Regions from separate parts of the Mus musculus genome. Here region 2 is linked to region 1. Evidence: chromatin contacts called from public HiChIP or PLAC-seq data. All regions are on one chromosome and are shown on one strand. Each heading gives the region's core, a stretch centred on a gene start, on an enhancer-like site or on the middle of the called end of the contact. The rest is flanking DNA. Distances are from core to core; before and after follow the strand shown.

What was found. HiChIP or PLAC-seq counts read pairs in DNA pulled down with a chosen protein or histone mark.
Region 2: an HNF4G HiChIP or PLAC-seq map of pancreatic cancer cells shows a contact between it and region 1. The contact joins the promoter of Gna11 here to the enhancer-like site in region 1. A contact is called at or near these places in 7 of 39 promoter capture datasets (the C10 cell line, the HPC-7 cell line, embryonic stem cells and 4 more), 16 of 484 Hi-C or Micro-C datasets (B cells, the Ba/F3 cell line, the N1E-115 cell line and 5 more), 8 of 115 datasets of contacts at active chromatin or transcription factors (the 230-238 cell line, CD8 T cells, the SCID.adh cell line and 3 more) and 3 of 9 other capture datasets (adipose tissue, liver and pancreatic islet).

The regions. Positions count from the first base shown.
Region 1 is chr10:81,451,245-81,455,292 of GRCm38.p6, forward strand. No RefSeq gene overlaps it. Among named protein-coding and RNA genes, the nearest start is that of Nfic, 26 kb to the left of the region's middle. Within about 2 kb of position 1,722, at least 11 of the 459 cell types and tissues checked have an H3K27ac peak or open chromatin away from gene starts, as enhancers often do. A contact at or near this core is called in pancreatic cancer cells, where this site is marked.
Region 2 is chr10:81,543,736-81,547,588 of GRCm38.p6, forward strand. Gna11 (guanine nucleotide binding protein, alpha 11) reads right to left here and starts at 1,427. Exons shown (of 7, transcript NM_010301.4): 1 at 1,057-1,427. The coding sequence starts at 1,192.

The sequences.
Region 1 (4,048 bases), core at 472-2,971:
CTGCTCCTGAGCACACAGACAGCATTTAATTTTCCACTGTTTTCTCTGTGGTGGGTCTCAAGCCCAGTGTGTGGGGGGCAGTCACCCCAGAGAGTGCCCACAGCAGGCAGAGGGAGTAGGAGGGAGCTGGGAGAAGTAGAGCTGGAATCAGGTGGAGCCTTTGCTGCACACTGAGCTGGATCATACATCCATGGTACGAGAAGCAGGAGCAATCTAGGCACGGCTGCTATTGTGAAATTCATCTGTCACTGCTGCTGCCACAGGACCGTCACAGGACACCTCCTGTCCTTCCAGCATGTGGGGCCTGGGGCAGAACTCCAGGGTCTGCCTGGCAACCTCTTGACAAGGACCGACTGAGCTGATTCCCTTTTTCCTGAAAAATATTTTTCTTTCCCAGACGGGGTCTCTCCATGTAACGGTGGCTACCCTGGAACTTGATATGTAGATAAAGTTGACCTTGAACTCAAAGATCTGCCTATCTCTGCCTCCCAAACACTGAGATTAAAGGGATATGCCACCACCACCCAGCTAGCATTGGGATTCTTTACATGAAACATCTAAAAGAAAATGTCTAACTTACAAGGTGAGCAAATCCTATAAGCCAACAGGGAACAGCATATCACCCATGCATCCATCCATCTATCTATCCATCATCCATCCATCCATCCACCCACCTATTCATTCAATCCATCCATCCACCCACCCACCCACCCACCCACCCATCCATCCATCCATCCACTCATCTATCCATCCATCCATCCATCCATACATCCATCCATACATACTCCACCCACCCATCCCTAGATGGCTGGCTGGATGCTGCGGTGGGTGATATGCTGTTCCCTGTTGGCTTATAAGGTTCGCTCGCCTTCTAAGTTAGACAATTGTCTTCTTGCCTCATGTAAAGGATCCCAACACTAGCTGGATGGTCTCTACCCCTGCTTAGTCAACACTTCCAGCTTCTTCTGTCCCCCCAAAGGCCTGTGTTCAAATCCCTGTCTCCTGCTCTTTCCTCGAGGACAGTGAGCTATCCACCACTCCATTTCCATGTTTTCCCGCATGTTGAGGGATGGAATCCTCCGTGCCTAGCCTCTGGGGCTGTGGGTGTCAACGCTGCCCCCATGGCCCCAGCTTGGCCCTGCTCTGTCTTTCAACTGGGTCTCCCGCCTCCCTCTGTCCCCCAACATCCCGCCGGGCGCTCTGGGGAACATTCCGTGGTTTGCAGCAGACTGTCCGGCTCCGCGGAGCCTCAGATGTGGGCAGAGTGGGCGGCGGCCTGGCGGGCGCGGGCTGGGGAGACAGCGACCAGGGACCCTGCACTCCAGTTTGGCGCAGGAGTGGTGGGCGGTGCAGGGCAGCAGCGGAAGGCGCAAGCACCCACTTGGTAACTAGGGAACACCACCTGTCTGCCGTCCTCCATGGCTCCCTGCCCCTGCAGTGCTCCCTACAACTAATTCAGTGCCTCCTGCTAAAACCTCTGTCTCTGCCCCAGGATGCGTGTGCTGCAGCCTCTCGGGTCTCCTCCCAGCTCCTTCCCGGTGCCAGGCTCCATCCTGCCCTGGGGCCTTTGCAGCCTCTGTCCGGTGGCTCTCTTTTTCCAAAGCTTCCTTCCTCCACTCTGTCTCCCTACTCATCCGTCGGGCGCTCCGCTTCACCAGGACACATAATCGGTGCCCAATCAAGGCGGCCGCCGCGGAAGTCCTTCTGGAATTTAACCACAATCCCTCCTGCCTGGTTTCTGCAACTGTTACACAGTTCCTGAGTCACCCGGTGGAGAGCCCTTCACAGAGACCGCGTCACCCACCCAACCCCCACTCTAGTGGATGAGGAAACTGAGGCAGGGAAAGTCCGCCAGGATTGTTCTTGAACAAATCATTAGGACCATGGACAGTGTGGCCTGTCACCGCCTCCCCTTTCTGTCGCCGCACGTGTAAAGCGCAGTTAGTAAAACTTCTTGGACGCCAGAGAGATCCTAGGTCAGTGAAGGGCCCGCAGCGCTGCGCAGAGGAGGTTTGCGAGTCTCACAGCTCCTGTCAATAATAAGGGAGGTGGCAGGGACAGGAGGACCCGACGGCCAATCAGCGAGGTCCAGGCAACAGAGGTCCTGCCTCGCAGGTAATGTGTGGATAGTGGAGGGCGAACCCCAAGGGTCAACTCTGCCCCCAGCCTCCACAGGCACTCTGGCTTGCAAGGGAATGCACACACAAGAATGCTGGTTGTCGCTGGGCTGAATCCCCTTTCTCTGGCTGGACACACACTTGTTCTCCGTGAAGTTCTGGTTTTTTGTTTGTGTTTGTGTTTGTTTGTTTGTTTGTTTGCTTGTTTGTTTTGAGACAGGGTTTCTCTGTGTAGTCCTGGCTGTCCTGGAACTCACTTTGTAGACCAGGCTGGTCTCGAATTCAGAAATCCGCCTGTCTCTGCCTCCCAAGTTTGTTTTTGTTTTTTAATGATTTATTTATTTTTATTTATATGAGTACATATTATTATTTATATGTAGCTGTCTTTAGACACACACCAGAAGAGGGTATCAGATCCCATTACAGATGGTTGTGAGCCACCATGTGGTTGCTGGGAATTGAATTCAGGACTTCTGGAAGAGCAATCAGTGCTCTTAACCACTTAGCCATCTCTCCAGTCCCTGTTTTATTCTTTACAGTGACTCTAGGGCCTTTGCACACGCTGGGGGAAATGCTTCACTACCCACGCTCCAGCCACCTCCAAAAAAATATTGGTTTTTGTTGTTGTTGTTGTGTGTTTTGTTTTGTTTTGTTTTGAGACAGGGCCTCATTGTGTAGCTCAGGCTGTCCTGAACTGTCTCAAGACCAGGCTAGCCCCAAGCTCACAGAAATCCACTTGCCTCTTTCATTTGGGGCTGGGGCTGGGCTTCTCCCACCCATTCATGGTCTGAAAACACCCCACTTCCTTCATCAGAACCCCCTCCTCCCCATATGCCATGTCATTGCCAGCTGGGCATCCTCCCTCAGAACCCAGGGGACTTTCAAAAAGATCCAGTGTGAGTCCCAGCTCTACCATCACTTCCATCTCCCACTTCCCTCAGGGTTACAGCCCAAGTCCTCCCCGAAGTTACAGTCCTGTAGCCTTCTTCCCTCTGCCCAGTCATGGTGTTCTCCTCCATTACTGCATCCTGCCCCAGGGCCTTTGCACAGCTGTGTCCCTGCCCCAGGGACTTTGGTTCGGTTCTGGTTGTGCATTCTGCACAGTTACTTTGTAACTCTTCTGATAAATTCCATCATCCACTCATCTTTACTCAGATCTCCCCTCCTCAGGAGGCCACCCTGGCTCCCTGCCTCTGTGGTCCCCTGCCTTCCACCACCCCAGCTCTCCCCCACTGTGGTTCCCTGCCTTCTTCCGCTCTATTTTTCATCTATTACATATCATTAATTTAATTCCCCCCCCCCCAGAGTTCTAGTCAAAAGAACTGGGGACAGACTGTGGAACACAGTAGGTGCTCAATAAATGCTGACTGAGCACAGAAGAACAGACAGGGCTGTGGCCTGCTCCACAGGGATGCCTGTTGCTGCAGATTCTCTGCATATCTCAGGGAAACTGCCTGGCTGGCTGGGTCACACATCAGTGGCTACTAGGGGTCGCCATCCACAACCAGGCCCATTATTCCACTTCAAGACCCAATTATCCCTGGGACCTTCAGAGCAGAATTCAAGACACCCCACAAGTTCCAGCTACAGATCTCATCGCTCCCCTCTAAACCTGTGATCCAGAGAGGGTGAGACACAGTGCAAGGACACACAGCAGTGTGTGACCCGGAACTGCATGGAGGTTATTCGAGAGACATGGAGAGCAACCAAATGGCTCTTGGGCAACTGGATGCCTAAGACATGAGATCGAGGCTGCCCTCTCATAGCCAAGCCCACCCCCCAACACTCATCCCAGAAGCTTCCAGAAGAATTCCTAGTTTAGGCAACATCCACAGACATGAAAACAATCCCGCCACCTCCCTTCAGCCAGTCAACATTGCCCCAAGTGGGTGCATTTCCACCCTGGACACAGAGACGCCTGAGGTCAGATG
Region 2 (3,853 bases), core at 177-2,676, 92 kb after region 1:
TTGTAAACCCCCACAGGGCCCAGGCTACCCTGTCCTCATTTTGGGCTCTTATTTGGGGTGACAACAAGAGGACCTGGGCTCCCTGGCTCCCAGCAACAGGTGGGCCTTGAGGAGTCAGAACCCCAGGAAGTGACAGACACACATTGAGCTTCCCTGGGGTGGGTGGGGTGTGGAGAGGACAAGACTGGACCCCCAGGAGGCAGGACAGGGCCAGGGAGGCTGCAAGGCTGACTGCTGTCAACCTACTGGGTTCCGGCACAACAGAAGCCCAAAGAAGAAAAGCCACCCACTCCAATGTGGAGGAATTCAGAGGATCTATGGAAAAGAGAGGGAGACTGAGGAGTACCCACGAAAGCAACAAGCCAGAAGCAAAGCAGGACCATTTGGGTGTATAGTCCTTGGAGGTAGAGAGGAGGGTGCAACCCTTTGGGAACTGTCTTGGGGAGTCTGTAATCCAAAGGGGCATCATGAGAGCAAGACAGCTTACAGGGCTCACCGGAGGCTATGTGGGGACAATGGAAAGGAGAGAGCCTACTTGGTGCGGCAGGGCCAAGGGCCACCTCCGTGCAAGAATTCTCAGGAGCGACAGAAAGCAAGTCTCCCAGGGTCCTGGGGCCCAATGTGGCCAGCAGATGCAAAATCTCACCACAGATATCAGAGGCAGGAGGCTGACCCCGAATGAATCTAAGGCCTGGATAACAGAAAGGCTGGCCACAAAGGGTCGCACAGGCTGAGCCCAGGGGACCACACGGGAGAAGCTGGCCACCACAGGCCCAAGCCACCTGCACTGCTCAGGGTGCAGCGATCCCGGAAGGGCTGACCGCTGCAGGGCAGCGCTGACTAGTTGCCCCGAGGACATCCGAGGTGGCCCGACAGGCCGTGGGCAGCGGTCTGAAGGGGTCGCACCCGACTGTCACCGCGCGCTACTCGCCGGGGACCAGAGACCGCGGCGGCTGCAGCACCCTGCGCGCGCGGAGACCCCGGCAAGGCCCGGATGCCCCGTGCACCCACCCGGTCCCCGTGACAGAGGTCCCACGGCACGGGCACGCAGCTCACCAAGTAGCAGCAGCTTGAGCTCGCGCCGGGCGTCGCGCTTGTCCCGCCGCAGCTGTTTCTCGATCTCCGCGTTGATGCGCTTCGACTCCTTCACCTCGTCGCTCAGGCAACACGCCATCATGGACTCCAGAGTCATCGTCGCGGTCCTCCGGCTGCCGCCGGCCCGGCCCTACCTCTTCCCGGTTCCCCGAAGGCCACGGCCCGGCCCCAGAGGCGCGTCCACCGTCCGCGCCGTGCAGCGCAGCCGCCGCCGCCGCCGCTACCCGCAGCCGTCGCCACCGAGCGCCGGCGCCCGAGGACCTGAAGCGCTGCCACGGGCCCCGGGACGGGCAGGCGGCGCGGCCAATGGGAGGGGCCGCACGGCTGCGCGCGCGCGCGCGCCGCAGGGACAGGACTTTAGGATCGCCTGGGGGCGGGGCCTCGCCGCTCGGGGGCGGGGTCTGGAGGGCGCAGCGCAAGCGCGCGTGGGGTTGCGTCGACGTGGGAAGGGGTTGAACGGTTCGCGGCTGGGCGCGGACGCCGAGGATTGTGGGAATGGGGAGGACTCGGAAGCCCGAGCTCGGTTCCTTTCGGGAGGCGAAGCGAGGCTCGGCTCGGGGAGGCGCCGCTCGGCTACACTCGGCTCCTCTCGGCTCGGGCAGGCGCCGCTCGGCTGCGCTCGGCTTCTCTCGGCTCCCCGAGGCTGTGCTGAGAGCGCCAAGAGAGAGGCTGCAGTTCTCTGGAGCGAGGCCGTCACCGCCTGCGGATGTGAGAAAACGCCCTGACCGGCTCGCTCATCCATTCCTAAGCAGGCCTATCGTGTGCCAGGCAGAAATTCATGCCCTACTGTGTACAGTACATTCATGCAGCACTCGTTAAATACCACACAGGTCACAAGTATGAACACAATGCTTGCTGTAGAGTATACACTGATGCGGCAGCCTGTGGTAGCTCAGGCATTAATATCACATCTACTGTATACCAAGCCTTAAGGAAACACGCATATGTAACTGCCACATTCAATATAGGGTATACAAACCAAGTGTTTTTCACATATACAACGTATGCCAAATATGAATGCTGTGCCTGCCGTATACCACATATTGTATATAGCTCCTACTGTGTACTATGTGCTGATGCAGCACAGTACCTCCTATTAATATGCTGCCTGATTTCATATATATATGTGTGTGTATATATATATATATACATATATACATATGTCATATATGTGTGTATATGTACATATGTGTGTATATATACATACACATATATGTATATATGTATATGTGTGTATATATATACACACGCACACACACACACACATACATACATATATACTGTCAACCAGGCTTACTGGCAGGTGAAGAATAAGCATTATTAACAGTCTGCCTGCTGTATACCAAGCACCAATTTACGCTGTTGTTGTGCATGTGAACGCCCATGAATGTGGTTTGCATGTGCTGGAGTGGAACCCACCCCACCCCCGCCCCCCGCATGTACCAGGCAGGTAAGTTCCCTGTTGGTGGGTCAATCTGAGTCCCCCAAGTGTAAACTAACTCACAAACCTGAGAAGTGTTTTCTACCTTCCAGAAAGAGGCATGCGTACCCAGTCAGCACTCAATCAGGGCATGTGTCAATAATAAGAGACTACAAAGAACTTGAAAGTCAGGCCTGTGCTGCATGCGTTCCTGTCCCAGTCCCTGCCTGATTGCCCAGCCTTGAGATAAGACGGCAAGGGGAGGGTCAAAGTCTTCATTTACTAGCTGATTGGGGTTGTGGGGAGATTATTCCTCTGAAACTCTCCTATCAGGGCCTCTGTCCCCACCCCAGGAGTTCATGGCCCAGACAAGGGGCTCCCGGGTGGCCCAATGTGGTCAAAGTTCCTCTTGCAGCTCATAGGCGCAACCCCTTGAGCCTTGACCATCCCAGTGCTGGAATGACAGGCATATGCCATGATGCCTGTTCACATTTATCTTTGTGTGCATACATAGTTTCCTTTTCTTAAAATAATTTAATCTTATTTTACATGCACTGATGTTTTCCTTGCCTGTGAGGGTGTCACATCTCTGGAGCTGGAGTTACAGGTGGCTGTGAACCCCCAGTGGATACTGGGAACCAAACCTGGGTCCTCTGCAGGAACAGCAAGTACGGTACCACTGGGCCATACTACCCTCCAGCCCCTGTGAGCTGTTCTGTTTGGATTCATGGGTTAGGGATCATCACCTGGTAAATTGTCGGCAAAAAAGGGTTCCAAGCAGCCAGGCCTTGGCGCACGCCTTTAATTCCAGCACCTTGGAGGCAGAGGCAGTTGGATCTCTCGTGAGGTTCAAGGTGGTCTGGTCTACAGAGTGAGTTTCAGGACAGCCAGGGGCACACAGAGAAACCCTGTCAAAAGGGGCAGCAGGGTGGAGCTGAGGGGAGTACTCCGCTCCTAAGAGGACTTTCTAGGCAAGCATGAGGACCTGAGTTCAAACACAACACCCACTGATGGCTGCACACACCGGTGACCCCACCTCATCCCCACACTGAGGTGGAGACAGATAAATCCAGGTACTCATGGCCTAGCAGACTGGCGCAGGGCAAAGAGGCAGAGGGCCATGGTGGAGGATACCCAATGGCCAGTGTGCGTCCACGGGGGTGAGCACACCCAAGGCCATGTGCAGGTACCACCGAGGAAGGACAGACTGAGGCTCTGTAAACCAGACTGGCCCGGACTGCAGCTTCCTCCTGCCTCACCCAGTTTGGGGTTGGTGATTCCTGTGCTCCGAACTGACCCAGGATAACTCTTGTTCTCAATGACGGTGACACCCATGGT